Linked DNA regions of Gossypium arboreum: region 2 is linked to region 1. A link is a contact called in public Hi-C data. All regions are on one chromosome and are shown on one strand. Each heading gives the region's core, a stretch centred on a gene start, on an enhancer-like site or on the middle of the called end of the contact. The rest is flanking DNA. Distances are from core to core; before and after follow the strand shown. Region 1 holds the start of LOC108456131. Region 2 holds the start of LOC108457112 (3-ketoacyl-CoA synthase 4).

Region 1 (4,811 bases), core at 718-3,217:
GCACGCACTATATTCATTGTTAGTTTCCAAGCATTGGAAGCAATTATCAGTGTCCATCTCAGGCATTTCAGCTTGGCCACGATTGCCGGTCTGTGAAGACATCTTGTGCTCTGAAGAATTAAAGCTATCATGCAAATCAGTACAATGATCCTTGGTAGGAGATACTAATTCAGAGGTAACAGCATAGGTTAGCGGATCTACAGTATAACTGTCTTTCCCAAATTCTTGCAGGTCTGAACATAGATAGCTGATTATTTCCAGACTGTCTACCTTTACAGTCTCACAACTAGAAAAACTGGCGCCAGATTTAGGAGCAACATCTTCAGTAGATTCATAAGACACCCCATTTGAAACACTGCATTTTATGGGGTACAGTGAGACCCCCGTTTCCGTATCAGAAGCAATATTTGTCTCAAGAATTTGAATTAAACTGTACCTGCTTGTCTGCCATGGCATCTGTGGCTTGGGAGACTCATTTTGGCAGCTATCACAAACATCATAGCTATAATCCTTTATCGGAGACATTGGTTCCGAGGAGACATCATAGGAAAGGGGATGGATGGTATAATCTTCTTTCCTATATCCAGACAAGCCAAAATACGCTTTACTTTCTGGACCGTGTACCTGAGCAATCTCCCAACTAGAAACCTCTACATCAAACTTGGGCTCAAAATTTTCCCTATATTCATAGGACACTTCATTAAGAGAACAATACTGAGGTTCCTTTGTTTCACAGCCAGAAAGCCTCACGTCAAGCCTGGTCTCAGAATCTTCCATGTATTCATAGGACACTTCATTAAGAGAACAATACTGAGGCTCCTTTGTTTCACAACCAGGAAGCCCCACGTCAAGCCTGGTCTCAGAATCTTCGGTGTATTCATAGGACACTTCATTAAGAGAACAGTATTGGGGTTCCGTTGTAGGACAAGGCACGTCAGTCTTCAAAATATTTACATTAGCAGTTTCACTTTCAGGAACCTCAACTTTAACATCAATAGGCGCAGGCCAATCCCGATTTAGTTCAAGCAAATCTTCATCGCTACTCTTGATATTCTTGAAAAGTTCAGATTTCCAACCGATAAGAGGATCTTCAAGTTCATCGTGTATGTCGCCATTGTGCTGAAAGTTTGGAGACTCGAGTTTCACGGAAGAGCAGGTTTCCAGCTTTTCTTTATTTAAACCAACAAAGTTGAAGCCTTTCCTTTTCTTTGTTTCGCATCTATCCGAAATCCATTTCAACACCACATTGTCTAAGCCAAAATCATCACTGTTGCAGTCAAAATCTTCAGGTTCACTCTTAACTTTCATTACGTTCATGAAAGAATCTGAGATCTCTACTCCAATAACATGATATTTGGATAGGCGAGCTCTTCTAATTATCCCTCAGATAAATTTTAGGAACTTGAGTGCCAATCGCCCACAAGTGTCCACATTCCTGGACAGTGCAAATGGGTCAAGCCTCTCCAGCTACATTAGATAGTAACTAACATAAATTCAAAACGAGGCTTGAATTTTCAGTGTCTGAGAAAACTAATCACTATTAAGCAAAAACACTAAGTTTAGAAGTAACAAGTTTAACATCAGCACATGAAACTAGAAACTCCCATTTCTCCAATCCTACCCAAAAATAAAAAAGAAACAAATTTGAAAGTGGAACTCGCCTGAAGATTGAAGAGCTATCTGCAACAGGGAAAATGACGATAAGGTCGAGGAATTCCAGGTCCGTATTAGGAATGCGGGGGATGATTTTAGGGCTTGCTGATGAAAAATTGGGGGTTTAGGAACTCGCGCGTTTGTGGCGGGAACTCAAAGGAAGCGGAAAAGAGCTGAGTTTGCGTTCGACGCGCGCGTGTGATATTGTGAAGTACCGTTGATCTTCTTTTCTATTTTCGAAATGTGCTAGAGGAACAAATTATGGCGGGTGCAAAAAGCTCAAACTAAAAGAAAAAAAAAATGTCTTTGGATTTTATTTCAATCTACTATTATTTAAACTTTCAAAATATATTAAAAAAATCCCCAAATTTTTTCAAATTAAGTTTATATGTTTTTTCACTCAATTAAATACTTAAATTTTAAACTGTTAAAATGTATCAAAAGAATCCAAAATTTTTTAAAAAAATAATTAAACACTACTTTTTTTTACTCAATTGCCAAAATGTCCTTTGATCGTAAACTTTAACAGTTGACTATTAAAGTTAAATATTTCTAATTTTTAATTAAAATCACCCCATGTCATGACCTCTACCTCACATGTGATAAAATTACAAAAAATAATAATCAATAAAAATTATAAAATTATTAAACTTTAATAAAAATATAAAAAATTAAAAATTAGAATATATATATATATATATAAATAGTAAAATATATAAAAATTGTATAAATTTATAAAAATCATAAAATTTATAGAATGCATCAAAAGACCTTTAACCATTAGCTTTAACAGTTGATTGTTAAAGTTAACGATCTCTAGTTCTTTTCTCAGTTAAAGTCATTCCATGTTACAACACAGCATGACATGTGACGAAAAATAATAAAAATAAAAATCAATAATAATGCTTCTTTTGGTATGATAATTTTTATAATTTTTTTACGAATTTTATATTTCTTTACATTTTTATCATTTTCTTACGACATTATAAATTTTTCTATATTTTCTATATTTCTATATATTTTATGATTTTTATAAAATTTTATATTTTTTACTATTTTTATAACTTTTTCTATTTTATTAAAATTTAATCATTTTATAACTTTTATTGATTTTTATTTTTATCGTTTTTGTCACATGCCAACCGTGGTTGTCACATGTGATGGCTTTAACTGAAAAAAATTAGGGGTGATTAGTTTTAATGATCAAAGGGCATTTTTGATGCATATTAATAATTGAGTGTAAAAAACAAAGAAAGAGCTTTATTGCTTTTTTGAAAAAATTTGAGGACATTTTAATGTATTTTGACAGTTTAAGTATCTAATTGAGTGTAAAAAAAAAAAAAAAACAAAGGTTTAATTGTTTTCTTTGAAAAAGTTTGAGAGTTTTTGGTATAATTTGAAAGTTTAAGTATCTAATTAAGTAAAAAAAAGCCTAATTACTTTTTATTTGAAAAAATTAAAGACTTTTACACCATTAAACTATAACTTATTTAAACAAAATTATTAGACAAAATTTCCAATTATCTTTGATGTGTTTTAATAATTCCTAGCATTGATTGTATAAACAATATTAGTAACATATTTTATAGTCAATTTTAATTTTCTTATCTAACTTTATTAAATCGTAATTTTTTAATTGGTTTGTTTAAACAAAACATTTATTTCCAACTTAATTACTCCTTTTAAATTATTAAAATTACTATTTTATGATGCCAGAATTAAGAACTTATGTTTAAAATTGTATTTAATAAATTGGAAATTAGATTATAACATCAATTCTTATGTTATATTTGGCAATCTCAACCTCAGCATTGAAAAATATGAATTTCTTGAATTCAACCATTTTTAAATTTATTTTAAAATTTAAATTCTCAAACTCTACCTAAATATATTTACTGTAATTATTTAATTTTATAGATGAAATATAGGAAATAGCTTCGGTTAAATTATGTTATGTGGATTTAATATTTGTAATTTAATTTGGTTATTTTTAGTTTTGGTACTTCTCAGTTTTTAAAATTTTAATTTTCACCAAATGATAATTGTTAAATTCATTAAGTTAAATTTTGTTATTTCTAAAATTGATACACCTAAAATATTATTATATGTGTAATGTTAAGTAAGCTTAGAATGATTTAATTAAAAATATGGATTAAATCTACAACTCTACTTATAATACAAGGCTAATGATTGAATTTAAACAAATAGATTTAATAGCTACTGATTGGGTTAGGGCTAAAATTTTAAAATTTAAAAAGTACAATAACTAAAATTGACTAATTCAAAAAGTATAGAGACTAAAACTACAATTTTTGTAAAGCTTAAGGAGTAATAGAAGAATTTAAACCAATAATTTATATTTGAATACAAGACAAAAAGATTTTAAAGCTTGAATTTCGGAGTCGAAGTTCCAAATTATGCGAGAAAGCCCAAGTTTCGATTGAAGAGTGGAGGGTAAGCTAGGCTCGTCGTCCACCTGAAATCTGAAAACTTTTCCATGCAAACATACAAAACCGAATTCCGCCAACGTCTCCCTCTTTATCTCCCTTCCTTGTATCTTCCGAGAGAAATGAAGGCGTCTCTGAAAGGCCGATACACAAACGACAAGAGCACCGCCGTCGTTACTCTTGCCGTCAACGCCGGCGATGTCAAGTTACTCGCCTCCATGAGTGATGTCACCGTCGTCAAAGGTCCCAGGCTCAACAATCTTACTTTAACCGTTGAAAAACCAGCCTTCTTCATCTTCGACTATGATGTCCCCAAGAAGGTACGCTTTAACTTGAAAACCATTTTTCCTTTCATGAATCACCAATTGAATTATTTTTGCCTTTTGGGGGTTAGGATTTTCGGTTTCAGTTTATGAACTCAATCAAGGTTGCGGAGAAACCGTTGAAGCTCACTTACAATCACGGCCATGGGGAAAACCGAACGGTGATGGAGGGGTCACTGGTGTTGGATTCGGCGAACAAAGTGTCGGCTAATTACATGTTCGGAACGAGGAACTTTAAGCTGAAATATAGTTACGTGCACGGAGGGGTTACGACTTACGAGCCATGTTATGATTTGGGGAAGAATGCGTGGGATTTTTCAGTTTCGAGGAGATTATATGACGATGTTTTTAAGGCGACTTTTGAGTCATGGAGTCGGGACTTTGCCCT
Region 2 (4,811 bases), core at 958-3,457, 240 kb before region 1:
GTAATAACTATTAGTAATCACAATAATAAACAAAACAAAAAACAAACTAAACAGGATGAAATGCTATGATGGTACATTGATGAAAATTTCTATAAATGTTGGTATCAGACATGTCATTGACTAGTAAATACACTGAGAATTATAGTACAAAATGAGCAAAGTCTACATGATAGAAGTCCAAACATGCAAGAAATGCAAAAGATGAAACACAATGGTAACCAAATTTGACAACTAGCTGAGAAAAATTGAATCTAACTCAAAATGTTACCAGCTAGGAGCTTATTTTCATAGGATACTTATCAATGCAATCTTCCCAGGGACCATTACTAGACGGCTTTACATTCCGGAGAGCTTGCCAGACTGCACTGTTACATTTGAAACCACTTCCAAATGCAATTTGCCATATACGGTTGCGATTCCTAATCCTCCCCTTAGCCTCGATATATGCCAATTCATACCAAATGGAGCTTGAAGAGGTGTTTCCGAAGCGATGGAGAGTCATTCTAGAAGCCTCAACATGTATCGGTAGCAGCTGCAGATTCTTCTCCAGTTCATCAATCACAGCCCTCCCCCCAGCATGTATGCAGAAATGATCAAATGCCAACTTGAAATCCGGAATATAAGGCTTGACACTTGCATTGAACAATTTCTTCACTACCAAAGTTGTGAAGAACAAAAGCTGCTCACTGATAGGTAAAACAAGAGGACCCAAGGTTGTGATATTGGTCTTTAGCGCACCACCAGCAATTGCCATCAAATCTTTAGACAGAGATACGCCTATCTTCCCTGCATCATCCTGTTCTTGATACACACACCTAAATGCCTTATCGTCTGCTCCGCGATGAGTCCTCACCACATGAATAAGCTTATACTTAGCTCGCCTCCTATCGTTGGACTTGTTCGAAAGCAAAACCGCGGAACCCCCAACTCGAAACAAACAATTAGGTATCAACATAGACTTGCTATTCCCAAAATACCAATTCTGAGTAATATTCTCAGTACTCACAACAACAGCATACGTATTCCTATGAACCTGCAACAAGTCCTTAGCCAGATCAACAGCGATCACCCCAGCACTACACCCCATTCCACCCAGATGAAAACTCCTAATATTTCCCCTTAGCTTGTACTTGTTCACAATCATAGCAGACAATGAAGGGGTTGGGTTAAACAAACTACAATTCACAACAAGAATACCAATATCCTTGGGACTAACATTCGTGTTTCGAAGAAGAGTATCCAATGCCCCAAACATAACCTCCTCAGCTTCTTCCCTTGCCGCCGCCATAGACGGCGTTGGAGGAATACTATGCATTGCTTTAGGCACATAAGTCTCTTCTCCCAGCCCCGAGCGCTCCAAAATCTTGCGCTGGAACTCGAGTGACGACTCATCAAAATCCCCGGTCAACCTAGAGTGCTCCAAGAAACGACCGTACGGGGCTTTAAGATGGTCGGGAGGACGGTAACAAGAATAATCGACAAGGTAAACGGGTCGGGGTCGGGTCATGATATAGACTGTTAACCCGAAGACTAGAATAGCAGAGCAAATGATGATGCTGACTAGATTGTATTGAAGGTGAAGCCACAATTGGCGTAAATCATCAAGATTCATTTGAGAAACTTGGATCGATAGTGCGGCGATGGCAGGGATAAAACAGAGGGTTAAAAGATTGGAAATTAGATAGTGGTAACCCAATTTGACGTACTTGAGATTAACGCTTTGGAGGAAATCCGGTAGCCTTCGGGATTGTTGGATCCGAACACCAACTGAGCCGCTTCCGGAGCCACCATTTGTGGTGGCTACACCCCTTTGGTTCATGATGCTCCGTTAAAAGTGATGAACCGGGGGTATGGCGGGGGTTTAACGGTCAAGAGGGAGTGGTAAGTGGTTGTTGCTTGGGACTGACCAAATCTATTAATAGATTTGCAAATAGTGAGTGAGTCGTCACCCAAGGTTTGAACTTTAAAAAAAAAAAAAAATAATAATAATAAAAATGTGGGAAATTTGAGAGAAGAAATTTAGTTTCTGGAGAAAATAAAGATTAAAGATGGGAATCTAATGCAAAGAGTGGTGCGGAGAAAGGAAGGGAATAGGAAAAGTTATGAATGTCAAGAGTCTAAGTGGTTGCTATTATTGAAATCTTTGTTTTCGGTGGAAAGAGTTGAATTTTTTTTTGTTTAACATCAATCTGAATTTTTCATGGTTTTGAATCATTTTTGTTTACTATTTTCTTTGTATTCTAGTTACTCCATTTTCTAGAATCACGTGGCTAAAAATGATGTCATTCTTATCGTTTTTTTTTTCCTTACCCACATTCAAATTGCATGAATTTTGAAATTATTTGGTCAAATTTTGTGTTCCATAATCTAAATGTTTTTTTAAGGAATGTCTACTCAAACATTAAATTTTAAATATAAGAATTTGTGTAACAATTCATATGTTACTTTATTTTTAATTTTATCAATTTTATATATCTTTTAATTTTTATAATTTTAAATTATTTTTTAATGTGATGTATAAGATAAATAATATCATATCAGTATAAAATACATGTAGATTATCATATCAATATTATTAAAAAATAATATTTTAGTCAATAGTTTTATAAAAATTATTTTAACTTTTTTAAAAATAATAGTTAAATTTAACTCAAATAAAAATAAGTATCAAATTAATAAATAAAAAAATTAAATTCTTTAGTTTCCTTCTGATACAATTTTCAACCTTCATTAATTGTAAAATTAAATATTCATTTAATCTTTGAATTTGTCGCTTTCTTTTAAGTTGATACCTCAATTTTCATTCTTGAGCGGGGATATTCATTAGATTAGTGCTCTAAAAGGTTTTGGTACTTTTTGCAACTCTGTTAAGTCTGGTGCATGTGATATTTTTATATACTGACATTATAATGATATCATAATTCTTATTTTTTAATTTAAAAATTAAAATGTATATATAAAATCATAAAAAGAAATTTAAATACAAATAAAATTATATATTAAATTGAAAAATGAATTAAAATAAATATTATTTAATTATAAAAACCATATTTGACAACAACCAATCAGCACCCAAATGACATGAGGGATAGAGCACGTAGAGTGATGAGATGGGTTTGGTTGGCCAAGGTAAGCAGTAAATTGGCGACCAGAATTGCCATCGGATTCAGATAAGCCTCATTTCACAACCCAACTTTTCTTCTGGAAAATTTCTTTAATTTTTTCGATATCTGTTTAGTTTTCCTTCAAATTTCTACCATGACTCCTCATCCTATTTCCATTGGACAACCCCAACATAACCCATGCATTTTTAAACACCAAACTTACTTACAGAACCATAATGCCCCTGAACCCACGTACACGATTCAACCCCAATCCTGTGTCGTCTTATTCCTCAGTACTCTACTAAATCTCACCGGAGAAGAATCAAATTATATTCTACTGTTGACACTACTAGAAGTCACAATCACATTGAACAAGGACGATGATCTTTGATGCTTCGTAGGCTTACTTTCCATGCTAAAGGCTTGATAATCAATATTAGAAAATTTGTGCTAAGGGAAATCAAAGTAAGCCGGCTGACCTAACAAAAGTAATTAACTAATAGCTATAGCAAACAAATTTTTTTTTTAATTTATTTTTTTAAAATAATATAAAAATAATATTTTGTTTCATTTAAGATAATTTAATTTTTGTAACTTTTAAAAATAATATATTTTATTTTTGTTTATAAATTATTTATGATATTTTTATATTTTTTAATAATTTTAAAAAATCAAATTATAATATCTTTATGATATCATCATTACCACATGTCACTGTCTGAAAGTACCACCATACCAAACTTAATACCATTACAAGGAAGTACTAAAACCCTTCATAGAATGAAAATTTAAATCATAAATATCAATTTGAAAGAAAATAATAAATTTAGGGGCTAAATGAGTATTTAAGCCTCATTTGTACTCAATTTCAAACTCAAATTTGCGTTTAAATTAAAATATCTCAATACAAATTGAAAAAAAAAAGGATTAAGTTTGCAACTCAAATAAGAATATTAAAAAAAGAAAGAGTAAATGTCATAATATCCGGACTCTCTCAAATTAATGGATGATTTAAATTTAAAATATATGGATTACAGGGACATTTTTTGTTTGATGGTGACTTCTTTTTTAACTACAAAACAATGTCAAAGAAGAGACTATTTGTTATGAGAAAACCTGCTCCGCCATTGACCACGCTTCATCAACCCTTTTGTCTTACTTCACAAAATAATTCACTTTCTAGAAATCTTCGATCTCATTATTTTGTGTTCATCTTGATTGCAACGCAAGCTTCTATATTAAGAATCAAATTACATTTAATTTCTTTTACTGAAAAGAGAAATAAATTAATCCATGTATATTAAATTAAAGACAAATGATTCCATTCTAGCAAAAACTTCATCATTTTCTATTGTTACTGAATAACAATACAATTACACAAGATAAGCCATGTATACCTCACTCTAATATATAAGAACCAATTTTATTAATAAAAATGCTTAATTTACTTTTTACTTTAATATATAAGAATTAATTTACCTATTTTTAAAGAAAGAGACCTCTACTCAAACTCTAATCCAAGATGTCGAAAAACATGTTTGATTTTTTCGGACCACATTGCCAACTGTTCAAAGGTGAAGATCTCCTCTTAAGCTACGCAACTACAGCATCTTCCAAACCAAAAAAAAAAAAAAAAAGGGGGCATGTGGCTGTAGTTTATTTACCAAAAGTAGCAGCTTAGGGAAATAAAATGAGTGACAAAGATAA

The links. Hi-C and Micro-C count contacts between places; a contact is called where the count stands out from the background.
Region 2: a Hi-C map of leaf shows a contact between it and region 1, with 6 times the contacts expected there. The contact joins the promoter of LOC108457112 here to the promoter of LOC108456131 in region 1. A contact is called at or near these places in 3 of 5 Hi-C or Micro-C datasets (all in leaf).

Annotation. Positions count from the first base shown.
Region 1 is chr3:91,731,779-91,736,589 of ASM2569848v2, reverse strand. It overlaps LOC108456131, which reads right to left and starts at 1,967. Exons shown (of 5, transcript XM_017754728.2): 1 at 1-1,967. The coding sequence starts at 1,317. LOC108456435 (outer envelope pore protein 24B, chloroplastic-like) reads left to right here and starts at 4,028. Exons shown (of 3, transcript XM_017755017.2): 1 at 4,028-4,420; 2 at 4,495-4,811. The coding sequence starts at 4,151.
Region 2 is chr3:91,972,210-91,977,020 of ASM2569848v2, reverse strand. LOC108457112 (3-ketoacyl-CoA synthase 4) reads right to left here and starts at 2,207. Exons shown (of 1, transcript XM_017755968.2): 1 at 87-2,207. The coding sequence starts at 1,819. The coding sequence ends at 272. It overlaps LOC108454839, which reads right to left. Exons shown (of 9, transcript XM_017753436.2): 9 at 4,429-4,811.